2 separate regions of the Mus musculus genome follow, and region 1 is linked to region 2. A link is a contact called in public Hi-C data. All regions are on one chromosome and are shown on one strand. The core of a region is the stretch at or near the end of the contact, and the rest is flanking DNA. Distances in the headings are between cores, read along the strand shown.

Evidence for each region. A called contact is a pair of places that touch in the nucleus more often than the background predicts.
Region 1: a contact with region 2 is called in a Hi-C map of granulocyte-monocyte progenitors, with 2.7 times the contacts expected there. The contact joins two enhancer-like sites. A contact is called at or near these places in 1 of 39 promoter capture datasets (the C10 cell line), 2 of 15 datasets of contacts at CTCF or cohesin (large pre-B cells and pro-B cells), 30 of 484 Hi-C or Micro-C datasets (the C10 cell line, ECoMG myeloid progenitors, the G1E-ER4 cell line and 22 more), 7 of 115 datasets of contacts at active chromatin or transcription factors (DN3 thymocytes, the HPC-7 cell line, cardiomyocytes and 4 more) and 1 of 9 other capture datasets (embryonic stem cells).

What each region holds. Positions count from the first base shown.
Region 1 is chr15:73,015,118-73,021,623 of GRCm38.p6, reverse strand. The region is part of intron 6 of Trappc9 (trafficking protein particle complex 9); the gene reads left to right. Among named protein-coding and RNA genes, the nearest start is that of Trappc9, 43 kb to the left of the region's middle. RefSeq lists an enhancer at 1-1,205. Within about 2 kb of position 3,778, at least 16 of the 459 cell types and tissues checked have an H3K27ac peak or open chromatin away from gene starts, as enhancers often do. A contact at or near this core is called in bone marrow-derived macrophages and granulocyte-monocyte progenitors, where this site is marked.
Region 2 is chr15:72,926,582-72,932,965 of GRCm38.p6, reverse strand. The region is part of intron 14 of Trappc9 (trafficking protein particle complex 9); the gene reads left to right. Among named protein-coding and RNA genes, the nearest start is that of Gm31665, 42 kb to the left of the region's middle. Within about 2 kb of position 4,030, at least 102 of the 459 cell types and tissues checked have an H3K27ac peak or open chromatin away from gene starts, as enhancers often do. A contact at or near this core is called in bone marrow-derived macrophages and granulocyte-monocyte progenitors, where this site is marked.

The sequences.
Region 1 (6,506 bases), core at 2,529-5,028, 89 kb before region 2:
GACCCTGAGAAAGGTCTCGTCAGTTCCTTTCCTCACCACTTGCAGCCAGTTTTAAAGACAGGGAAACTGAGGGGTGAGACCCAGCTCAGCTCACAAAGTCTCCCATTGTTCTTTCAGTCCCCCTCGCTCCCTCGCTTGTGTGATTCCAAAAGCCCAACCCGGTGGCAGCTCCCCTCCCCCACCCTAGGCTGCCTGAGGGACTGAATACATTTTTGTTTTCAACAGAAAATGGCAGGTGACCTTACGAGAAAGTGCTACTGAGGAAGTGTCTGGAAAACTAGACCAGCTTCTGAGGGTCGCAGCGTGGCCCCGTCCTCCGCCTCCTCACATCTCTAAGTTCCAGAACAATTGGTGCCCTTTAAAACATTCTCCTTTATGAGACTTTAGAGGGGACTTTCAACCTCTTTGTCTTTGGTTAATTTTCTTTGCAAAGCCATTCAGATTTTATGCAGGCTACTCTGTTCAGATGCAAGAACAGCCTCCTCCTCCTCGGATTTCTTTTTTGATGGGTTTCCTTAATGAAGCTGTTGCTAAGGAAACCCTGCAAGAGCCTGGTAGGCACCAGAGTGACTGCATCCCTAGTGCTCCTGTCAGGTTGAGCTCAGAGTCAGAAGGGTGGGAGAGTGGGGAAGGGTGTCATCTGGGGAAGGGGCTGAGGTAATGCTGTGACAGGTCAAAGCTGGCCAACTGGCCAATGGCTTCCAGGGCCAGTCAGTCCGTGGGGGAACTGTGGGGGAACCGTGGGGGGATCCACAGCTCTTACAAGGAAACCATTGAATGGGGGGGGGTGGAGAAGGAAGGTCACCTGCTAGATTCCTTTCTGGAATTGAGAGGAGAGAGAGAGAGAACTGAGAAATTTCTGGTCTAACAGGATTCTGGTGTGTGGCTTGACTAAGAGTCCAGGAGAGTGGAAGTCTGTGAGGACAGTGAGGGGGGCTCAGTCATTCCAGAGCCAGGGGTCTGCAGAGACCCCTTGGGGGCCAGCTCTGCTCTACCCCCTCCCCTCCCCCTCCCAACTTGGAAAGGCACTGCCCATTGAGCTGAGTTTCAAATCTCCACTCTAACCAGAAAAGGTGATAAAAGAAGCCAGACCTCAGTGCCCTGCAGGCAGCTGTAATTTTTAAGGAGGGGTGAGAGGGATACTTGGGAATTCCTCTTTGGAGACTTGCAAGTCACTTTGGTCTCATGGGCTTGGGGAATCTTGGCTTTCCCTCTCCGCTTTAGCAGTTAGGAACCTTAGCATCAAGTCTACAGATACCTTAATAATTACACCCACTTCCTGGCAGGCATTTTTCTGATCGAACCTTCCTCTGGTTTTATTTAACTATAATCTCATTTTTTTCACCTTGATTTTTTTTTTTTATATTTTGGCTGTTACTGCTCTTAAATTGTGTGTGTTTAAAAAATTGATTTTACATTCTTCTTTAGAACAAGGCAGAATGTAAACAGATGCAGGCACGGAGAGTAGCGCAGGCGCACTGCAGACACAGAGAGAACCGCAGGCACACTGCTTTTGGAGGTTCCAGGGTATTTACCTTAGGAGGTTACAGCTGAGGTGAATGTTAAAACTGTGTTTTCAGTAGGCGAGTCTGGTAATACACGCAGACTCTGGAGAAGGGATGGGGGCTTATTCATCTCTCTGTGCAGGCACAGTGCTTGTCAGAGAAGAGACACTTATTAATCTCTGACGCATGATTCATCCGGCTGCTCTCTCCAGTGTCGGCACCGCTCCGAGCAATGACAGCGGTGACCATTGGTAGGGATGCAAGGTGTCCCACGAAGAGCTCCACAACCTTTCTGCGTTTAACACTTCAAGGCCCTCCTGTGAGGAATTGTTTTTATTAGTTCATATTTGTTATGCACAGCAGACTTGGTTTTTATTCGGGAGAGCTTCAAGGCTCTGGAAGATTGCTAGAGTGGTGCAGCCAACACTGGGATGCCCACTGGCTAGAGGGTGGTGCCTGCCCTCGGCACCCAGCTAGCTTGCCTGGCACAGGTTTGCAAGTTTGTTCCCATCATAGTGGAAGTCAGTACCTATTTCCTTTCTGTGGCCAGATACTAGCCACTCTTTTTTATAGGTCTGGCTTTTCCTTTTATGCACCAGTGGACAGCAGGGGCTGCTGCCTCCTCCTCCTCCTCCTCCTCCTCCTCCTCCTCCTCCTCCTCCTCCTCCTCCTCCATCTCCTCCTCCTCCTTCTGGCTGTTGAAAGATGCTACCGTGAACACTGACATGCAGGTTTTGTGGAATGTGTTTTCACTCCGTGTGGGATGTACATTTGGGCCATATCCCACTCTGCAGCGTTTTGAGGCACTGTCAGATTGCTGAGGATGGCTACCACCAGGATCTGAGGGCTCCATTCTCCATTCAGGAGGCCCTGAATAGGTGGGACCTGCATCTTTGACTGCAGCTGCTGTAGTAGCAAGAAGGGAAGGAGGGATTCGTGGCTCTGGTTTAATCTGCATTTCCCTCGTGCCCCGTGTTGTTGAGCATCTTCTCCTGTGCTGACCGGCCATCCACACATTTCCATTACAGTCCTTTGCAGCCTTTACTGTCTTTGGAGCCAGGGATTGAACTCAGAGTCTCATGCACATTGAACACAAACTGTACCACCCAGACCATCAATCCTTCGCTGGCTCTGCATGTTGTATGGATGTAGGAGCTCTTAGTGTGATCCAGAGGGTGCATTCTTGTCAGGTCTCCGCTCTGCAGGAACGTGCACCATTTCATTTGTCTTTTGAGAGAGACGACACTCTTGTTTTCTTGCTCAGACTGGTCTTCAATTCTAAGGCTCGAGGGATGGGCACATTTCATCCTCCAAGTGGCTGAGACACCTGAGTGTCCACCACCATGGCCCTGCCCACTTGTGACGTCTTTCACAGACATGCCTTTCTTCCTTTGATGGAATCCAGTTTCTCTGCATGTTATGTTAGCACACCGCATATGCTTTTGGTGTGGTTCAGGAGAGATCACTGAGCCCAAAGCTCCACTGTTTGCTTTTTGACAGGATGTGTCTATGTAGCCCAGGCTGGTCTCATACTTGCTATGTAGACCAGGCTATCCTCAAAGTCTGGGCCTTCTGCTCCAGCTTTCCAAGAGCTGGGATTATAAGCACGTGTCACCATGCTTGATCTTTTATGGTAAATTTAGTGTTGGAAATTTATCTTTTTCAAGATTTTTTTTTCCTGACTCTTCTGGGTGTCTTCCATTTCCATATGAAGTTTAGGATAAACCTGTTAGTTTTTTCAAAGAAGCCAGCAAGGATTTGGATGCTGACTTCATTGCCTCTGTAGGCGAATCTGGGGAGTTTAGCCATAGTAACCATCATAGTGGTATGCACCTGTGACCACAGCACTCTGTAGGATGTAGGAGGAGGGTGGAGAGTTCAGGGCTACTCTGGTTACAGAGTGAGTTCTAGACTAGCCTAGGCGACATAGCTCTGTCTCAGCTCTTCCAATCTCCCTAAAAAGCAAAACAAACCACATTGTCTTTCATCCTATGAATAGAGAGTGTCTGTATAAAGAGCTGAAATCACCGCCCCCCATTCTCTTTCCTTTCTTCTCATCCCTCTTGCCTTCCCCCCTCCTCTTCTCTTCCACCTCCACCTTTTCCTCCCTTTTCCCCTCCCTTCTCTGCCTCTTCCCAGCACAGGGGATTGAACCCTCAGATTCACACATAGCAGGCAAAGAGCTCCACTCATGAACCGCAGAGCCGCAGTCTCAGCCCAGGGGGATCCCTCAGCCCCCTCCATGGCTTCCTGCTGCAATGGCGGTTTCTTTTTTAGTTTCTGGTTTTGCTTCCCTTGTTTGTATTTCGCATGTTCACTTCCTGTTTTATCTCATTGCCTGGGTTAGATGACGTGTTTTTGGGAATTTCCAGTTGAAGGTAGATTATCGTCCCATTTTCTGAATTCAGTACTTTTCTTAGTTTTCAACATTTTTTTCAAGGTTCTGTCTATTTGGAACTGTAGCTTAAAAACAAATTCATAAAGATTTCAGTCCAGCGAAGAATTCCTTATAAAGCAGGCAGAATTGGGAAAGTGATCTGTTTTAGCTCTTTTAGCTTTTTCTCTTTTAATGTATATAAAAGAAACTTAATTTTCTAAACTTAAAGAAGTGTTTTTAGGTAGGCATCGCTCTGTGCTGCCCACGCTGATCTGCTCTGGGACTCAAGTGACTCTTCTGTTCTAGCCTTTAGGTACCTCACTGGTCCTACTGTGTGCACCACTATGTCAGGCTAAGTGGACATTATGTGTAGTTTTGAATATGTAATCTCTCTGTGTGGTAGCTGCAGATATTATGTAGAAAACACAGTGTGTCTGTGTCTTGTATTCTGGAGAGTGTGCAGGCGAGTTGTGTCCCAAAGCTCCTTCCCATGATGCTTTGGCCTTTAGAGCTCTGTCGCTTTTTGCAGTTTCAAAGGCATTCCTGGCCGACTCATTTAGTTATAACCTGTGATTTTAAAAGTCTATCCACAGAGGCTGGAGAGACAGCTCAGATGTTAGGAGCGCCTGCTGCTTTTGCATAGGATAGGAGTTCAGTTCCCAGCAACCGTATCTCGTGGGTTACAGCCACCCTGTAATTCCAATTCCAGAGGATCTTAGGCTTCCTTCTGACCTCCGTGGGGCACCCGTATTCATGATTCATGTGCACACGCACACACACCTCTCACATGTCTTCAGTGACAGTCAAATGCCCTGTTGTTTTGAACACCTACTGAGAACTGTAGACCTTTCCTAAATGTCCACATTACTTCATTTTAGCCTTTCCAGCCACCAAAAACATTAGACTATGCCCTCTTTCTCCAAGAGGCAAAATGGCAGAGCTGGCTACTTGATGGACTATGGCTCAGTGTGCTAACTGCACTGTGCTGCCCTCTGCTCTGCCCTGCCAGACTGTTCCAACAACGCCACCACCTTCCTTCTGATGTTGGAACGAAGCGGGTCTCCGCTTACTTTGCATTTGGAACTGGACTGGTGAGCTGATACCAATGACTAAGGCCTCTCAGCTTGAGTGTCTTCGAGATGCTTCTGCTAGAAATTTGCATAAACATCTGGGCCCTGGACTCAGAGGTTGTGACTACTCAGCCTGCTGAAAAATCAGGACAAGGATGTGCTGATTAATGCCCCCCCCCCTCCCGCCGCAGGCCAGGGGTTCAGGCATGAGTGTGGGGATTTGATTGCATCTCAAGATTTTGCCTGGGACCATTTTGTACTCTCTCAGATCCTCTCAAGGTTGCTGCCCACGTTAGCCCGGCACAGCTTTGTCCCCAGGCTTCCAGGACTTGTGTCATCTGGAAGTCCATGGCACACAGTGCTAGAAACCAGCTGTGCCCAGGCTTTCTCCCGGGGGAACCTTTCTAGGGTCTGAAGTCATTTCAGTTCCATCTGTAGGGAAGGCTCACCATTTGCCACCATGTTACATTCATATGGCAGGAAGAAGGAGAGTCTAGATTACAGGACTGTTCCAGTCTTCCATCTGTGATAGGTCCCATGAGAACCATGGAGCACGGTGACCAAGGTTTGGGCCCTCAGTTTCCTGTCTCTTGGATTTAGCCACAAGGGCCCCAGCTGAGGCCACCATCACAAGTATCTGTTGTCATGTTCAGGAGGCAGGCTGTCAGGTGAGGGGCTGGGGGTCTCCCAGTACCTGATGGAGGCAGTCAACATGTTTGCCTCTCTTTTATCTCTCTCTTTGTCCCCTGTCACGGCTGACACTAGCACACAGGAGTCCTTCTGAAGCAAGGCTGAGTCCTGTGCAGGTTTGAGTGACCACATACTGGAGACCCAATCAAAACACATGCGGAAGCATTCAGTAGATTGTTGAGACCTAAGGTTTCTTAGACCAAGGGCACAGGGAACTGACCGAGCGACAAGGCATTGATCACGTGAGCTCTTTCACATGAGTTGCCTCTGCTTATCAGAAGATTCTCTTAGGAAAAACAATGGCATCAGACCAGGGGAAAATATTCTCCAAACATGGATGACTAAAGACTCAGGTTTGGAACCTGAAGAATGAGCCCAGCTCCCAGTTCCGTAGTAAGACGAACGACCTAATTTTAAAAACTGCCAGAAGCTTTGAACAAATACTTCACAAAGGGAGATACAAGTGTGGCCAGTTAATCATAGGGAAGGGTGCTCAGCGCCTGCTTATCAGGGAACTGCCAAGCAACTCCAGCAGAATGGCAAAAGCCACAGGCACCCGTGACATCAAACCATCTGTGTGTGCATGAAGCACCGTGGTCCTTGCATGTCCTCCCTGTGAGCGGGAACTGATGTTACCACTCTGGAAGAGTCTGGCTGCCCCAGGGCAGGGGGAAGAGGCTCAGTGCGAACAGTGCAGGACAGGACTGATACTGTGAGGCTATGTGTGGGAACACACCATCAGGATAGCTTCTAGGAGATGTGTGAGCTGGGGCACCCCATACCCCAGAGCCTCTGAGTTTGCCTAGCTCTTGTAGGCCGTTGTCTAAAGTATTCACCATATGTGCAGTACATAGTCTGTTTCTC
Region 2 (6,384 bases), core at 2,781-5,280:
GATGCAGACAAAATCAGGGAAATGTAGCTGTTTTCCCACAGGTGGTGTAAGAATGCTCATAATACACACATATACAAGTTTGATGTAGATCAGGGTTGTGGTTCCATGCGTTTGATTCCCAGCACCACAAACTGTAGAACAAAACAAAACAAAAAAACAGGTATGAACACAACACACAAATTCACATCCTAGCCAGCTTTTCTCTTTTTTTTTTGCATTAAAATTCATTTGTGTGTGTGTGTGTGTGTGTGTGTGTGTGTGTGAGTGTGTGTGTGTGTGTGTGTGTACTCCTGCAAGTGTGTGTGGATGGATGTGTAGGGGTTGGTACCTATGGAGGCCAGAAGGGAGGACCAGGGCCCCTGGAGCTGGAGTCATAGGCAGTTGTAAGCAACCTGGTACTGTTGCTGGTAGTCAAACCCTCATCCTCTGCGAAAACAACAAGTGCTCTTGACCACTGAGCCTATCGACAGGGCCCAGTTTTTCAATTAAAAAAAAAAAAACTTATGTTTGTGTACATATAATGTGTATATGTATGTATTTATGGCATATGTGTGTATGGGTATGTGTTCATGTGGACACAGGTGTGGAAGTCAGAGGACAACCCCAAGTGTTGGTTCTAACCTTCCTTCCACTCTTACATTGTCTGCTGTTGTAAGTACACTGTACCAGCTGGCCTCTGAACTTCTAAGGATTCTCCAGTGCCTGTGTCTCATCTCTGTGCCTGCCTCCTACCTCCATGCCTGCCTCCTACCTCCATGCCTGCCTCCTACCTCTGTGCCTGCTTCCTACCTCCATGCCTGCCTCCTACCTCTGTGCCTGCCTCCTACCTCTGTGCCTGCCTCCTATCTCTGTGCCTGCCTCCTACCTCCATGCCTGCCTCCTACCTCTGTGCCTGCCTCCCACTGTTTTGCAGGAGCACCGGGGGTTATATACACACATGTCACGATGCCTGGCTTTACATGGATTCTGTAGATTTGGATGGAGGTCCACATGCTTTGCAGCATGTGTTTTACTTGTAGAGTCATCTCCCCGGGACAGTTTCCTCACTCTTTGAATTGATTTATTATTTTAAGCACCACCAAACTATTTATTTTTTATTGCCAAGTTTTATAACAAATTATTTAAAAGTAGAGGCCAGTTTTTAGTTCCCATGTAGGTGCTTGAGCACCCATGTCAAATATGTGAAAATACTTGTTAATGTTCAACATTATTTTAATATATTTGCTCTATGAAGCAAAGGGTAAATAGTATATCAAATTGTGTCAAGCAACATATGTTTGTAATTCAGAAGTAGTTACTAAGACAGTCAAAAGGCAGAATTTAGTTTAAATTCAGGAATGATCCATGCTTATCTCCTAGACTCATGGACAAAATAGAAAACCCGGAAGCCAGATTCTGCAAATACTTCCTTTTAACATTAAGGAAACTTAGTGTATGACTTTTGGGAAATATCTTGTCAGAGACACCTCCACTGGCCACATGCCATCTCCTGACATCACATCTGATGCTTTTAATCATAAATATGAAGATGCCCTAGTTTCCTGTAATATTTTAAACAGTCAAAAGTTAATAAAATTATCAGTTCACTTATACTGAATCCAAATGTGCTTATACTTAATTTCACCCTTTCCAAGCTTTGAAGCTCTGCTGTGTTGATTTGTGTTAATTAATCATCCATGTATAGTTCCCGTGACACTCAGTAAACACCACAGGTACAAACTGATGGCACTTCCGGGCAAAGCGGAACTGGACAGTCCCTTCTACTTTCTTATGACTGACTGCTTGGCCATGCCATCCAGGTGACCACTGACGTTCTTTAGTTTATGAGTCTAAGGACACCTGCCTATGGGAGTTTAAAAATTGACCTTCACAGAAGAAATTTAAAAGACTACATCTGCTGGGCGGTGGTGGCGCACACCTTTAATCCCTGCACTTGAGAGGCAGAGGCAGGCAGATTTCTGAGTTCGAGGCCAGCCTGATCTACAGAGTGAGTTCCAGGACAGTCAGGAATATACACAGAAACCCTGTCTTGAAAAAACCCAACCCAACCCAAAAAACCTACAAAACTACAACAACAACAAAACCCCCTATATCCGACAGATTGCTTTTTAGAAGTCACACCCATCATGTCTGTCATGCCGACGGCTGCAGTATACACGCTTGCTGAGAGTTGAGTGTTTTATCAGAAAGTGACGTCTCTGCTGGGCTTTGGTGGGTGAGATGCTGTGTGTCCCTTGCTTTTCTTACATGCACAGTGCAGTGTTCCTGCAATGAGAAGCTTCTCAGATGGTGAAGGTTTAAAGCAGCGTCCATTCCGTTCTTAGTGTGAAATCCCCGGCTTCACTGATGACACTAAGTGTCATCAGACTTGACATGGTCACCACCATCCCAGACGCTGCTGCGGGGAGCGGCGAGGGGCACAGACTATGTTACTGATTCTCATCGGTGGTGTTCCTAGAACGCAGACCACCCTGTTGGATTTTGAAAAACCCCTTTGGTCATTCCATTCTGCAGCCAGTAATGCAGGGAAGAGATGAGAACAGAGAGGCCGACTTGTAGAGCATGAAATCAGCGCCAGCTCCGATGCCTGGGCCGTTCAGCTTCTGTGTTGCTGCGGCCACAGAGCCTTCTTTTCACTCCAAATTACACCTGAGCTGTGTCTTAGAAATACTTTCATCACTTGGCACTGGCAGGAAATCAGCTGTTCCCTTCCCATGGGTTTGCTCGTTACTTGAATGTGTCATTCTTTAATCTCCAGAACTTAATACAGAAGTCAGTAGTGCAGTAAGACACCTCTCAGGTAAGCCACATGCTTGGTAAGGAAGGGCTGGGCTGCACGCAGGGCTTCTCATGGGACTTGGTTATTGGCCTTCAGTTGTGCGGGGCATGGGTGGTTGGTGACGCTCTGCTCTCCCCATACGATCCCCTGTTGGAGCGTGTGGGTGACAGTCCAGCCTGTGCACTCTCTCACTGTTGTCGCTCCTGCTCACTTTCGACTGCTTGACCTGTCCTGTGTTCAGCAAGGCGGCGTAGTGATCTCCTCTGGGTGCTCTCTCTTCTCAAACTTCCAGAGCAGATGCCCACATCTCGGGAGTAGCCGGAGCCTTGCCTGGCACCTCTCAGGCAAGCAGTGACCACTGCTTTGCTGGCTTAGAATGCATGAAGTCAACCAGCCCCATGGTCTGCCAGGTCTAGTAACTCACACAAGGGTTTGTCAAGCTGACTTCAAAAACACCATTGCGTGAGCCACACTTGAGGAAGGCAGGCATCTGTATAGGCCTTCTTGCTCCAGCTCTTCTTCCTAAGATGGTGGGCCTTCCTCCTTGTCCTTAGAAAGTACATTTCTAGCATGGTGAAGTTGAATGCTTCTGGGTATGTAAGACCACGTGGTGGAGCCTTGAAACAGTAGCAGTGGGAGGTAGAGAAGAACAGCTCTTCTGCTAGGGAGTGGAGCAGGCAGCCCTCCCCCGACCCCTGTTCCTGTCCACATGGAACCTGGGGCCAGAGCAGTCACAGGACCCAGGAGTCCAGTAATGAGATGGCAATGTACCATGCAGACGTCAGTCACCCCACTGATTTCCTGTCTTTTGGGCCCAGCCCGCTTCTGAGTCGTTATGCTATTTTTATATAATTACTGTTTTTAACATTATGGCCTTGCAGGGTGAGAGTTTAAAAAAAAAAATCAATATTGTAGACTGGTTTCTGCTTTGTGTCGTCAGAGAGCCCAGAGTCATGGGAAGTGAGGAGGGCCCTGCGTATTTGCTTCTTGCGGGTAGATGTGTTGCTGAGAGCAGGTTCCTGTGGCTCAGTGTGAACATGTGGGAAGGCTCCAAGGTCAGACTAGCCTCAGTGGACATTACAGCCTACATAGGCTCACCTACTTGGGTTTCAAGCGGCCTTGCCGTTTAGGGGCTGGCTCACCGCACCGCGTTCCTTGCTTTGATGGCAGCCTTTGCTCACATTTGAGATGGTTCTGTGCCACTCTTCTGCTTGTGGTGACACACAGGAGGCAGCAGGCACAGCTGTGCACAGCCCTACACTGTCAAGTGCTCAGGAAACAGGAGCGCTTCCTGCAGGCTGCCGCCGCCGCCGCCGCCACTGTTATCTTATGAAACACTTGGTTTGCTGCCTTCCTGGGCATCTCTTAGCCCAGTACTCAGTTGTCATTTGATGGTGCTAAGGATCAAACTTAGGCCCTTGACCATGCTGAGCTACACACATTTCTGTTCATTCTGCTTCCTGTTTTTTACTTTCTCTCTCTCTCTCTCTCTCTCTCTCTCTCTCTCTCTCTCTCTCTCTCTCTCTCTCTCTCTCTCTCTCTCTCTCTCTCTCTCTGTGTGTGTGTGTGTGTGTGTGTTGCTAGGTATTGGACCCAGGACCTTGTATATGCCAGGCAAGTGCTCTAACCCTAGGCTACACTCCAACACCTTCTTTCTTTCTTATTATTTTTGAGACATGCTCTTTTTCTGTTATCCAGGCTAGCCTAGAACTCATGATGTAGCCCAGGCTAGCCTCATTTGGCAATCCTCCTGCTGCTCTCAGCCTCCTATGCCCAGGGTGGGGTGGAGTGGGATGGGGTGTCTTAGTGTGAACCATTATACCTTGCTTTTGCTTTATTTTAACCCGGGGACTTTATTTTTATTTTTACTTTTTTATTTACCTGTTACTTGCTGCAGACCTGTTTTTGTTTTTCTGGCTTACATATATATGGTCTTTATCTGGTACTGATTTCTAGACAGAGCTTTAAGGAGCCGGTTGGCAGCAAGTTGGGGTCCCCAGGGAGCTTGGAGTGTGGCAGCACACTGGACTGTGTGCAGCACAGCATATCCACAAAAGCAGAGGCCAGGACAGAGGCCATAGGGAAATCTCACTCTTGCCTTTTCTGCTGTCTCTGCTGGGTACCCGTCTGTTCTCTGTTCACCATTTCCTCTTCTTACCCAGCTCCTCCACAAACCTGTGTCAAGCAGCGTCTCCCCACCTTGGCTCATGCTGGTCACGGGGGCCCCATGTGTGTCTGACCCAGGCCCCCACCTGTCTGTCTGTGAACATATCCATGTGCTTAGAATCTGGCTGACCCCTGATGCCTTCCTTGATCTACAGCTCTGGCCTTCATCCCTGGGTACAGTGCGCATTACTTTTGGGTAAGGGCTTTCCCAGTTCCTTTCAGAAGGACTAGCCATGTCGCTCCCACTATACCTGGCAGCTTACACTTACTTTGCTTGATTATGTGTTCTTCAACAGCCCGGCATTTATTTACATTCTATGAGGTTGCTGTGCCAGCACACGAATAACGCATGGCGCCCGTCCCCAGGAGCTCACAGTTCAGCGTGGGAGTCAGGCAGATGCTCACAGAGCTCTGGCTGACTGAATACCTTGTGTTGTTTTAGCTCCGTGTGACTGACCACAGAAAATGGACCTGCAGCTGTGCTTGCTCAGAAGATGTCAAAACTCACAAATGATATCCAGCCTAGTGCCTACTTGCACACGGACAGGATGGCGGTGGTGTTTTGTCTAGTTTGGCATTTTAATAGCAAATTCTGGGGTCCTGCTGGAGCAGTCAGCAATACAAGCTGATCTCTAGACAGGGTGACATGCCTCACAAACAGTGTGTGCCTGGCTCACTGGGGGTACAGATCAGAAGGAAATGAGATGGGGGGTGGGGATGCAGGAGTTAGGGTTGGAGAGAGTTTTTAATGTTACTTTTCCAGAAGGTCGTTTGCATGCTTGGTGTGTTGTGTCTCTGCCAGGAAACTGAAATGAGGAAAGAAGACCACCACTTAAGGCTGAAGTGGGTACCATTTCACAGGCCTTGTGCATGGTTCAACAAGGCTAAAGTAGGCACCATTTCACAGGCCTTGTCTAGGGTTCAACAAGTGGGCATAGGGAGGAGCCTATTGCGCAGCTGCTTGCGGGACCCTGGCTATCCCCATTTCTATTGCCTGAAGTATGAAAGTTCGTGGGGACAGGAACCATGTGGATTTGGTCACATGGTTCTATGGTCTCCTCATCATGGATGCACCTGCCCAGCTTGTACAGGCGGTGTCCCCAGACAGCGCTGAGGCAGGGTGTGGAAGCCCTGGGACCTTCATAGTTCATTTAAACACAACTGTGGTCTCAGAGGAAACCTTTTTAAGAAACAAAAAGCCACCCGAGTAGACAAGAAGAGCACGCCATGTTTATAGTTTGAGTATACCATGTTTATAGTTTTCCGAGGTATTCCCTCTGCCCTGTTAGTTATTCATCTTGATTGACAGGACAGGTGGTTGAGAGAACTGTTTCGTATTTTGTTTTGTTTTTTTTTTTGTTTGTTTTTTGCAAATCTGGGACTCTAAGAGGATAGTGAGTTTTATTTTAGTTCTAGGTAGCTGATTAATTCAGCAGACA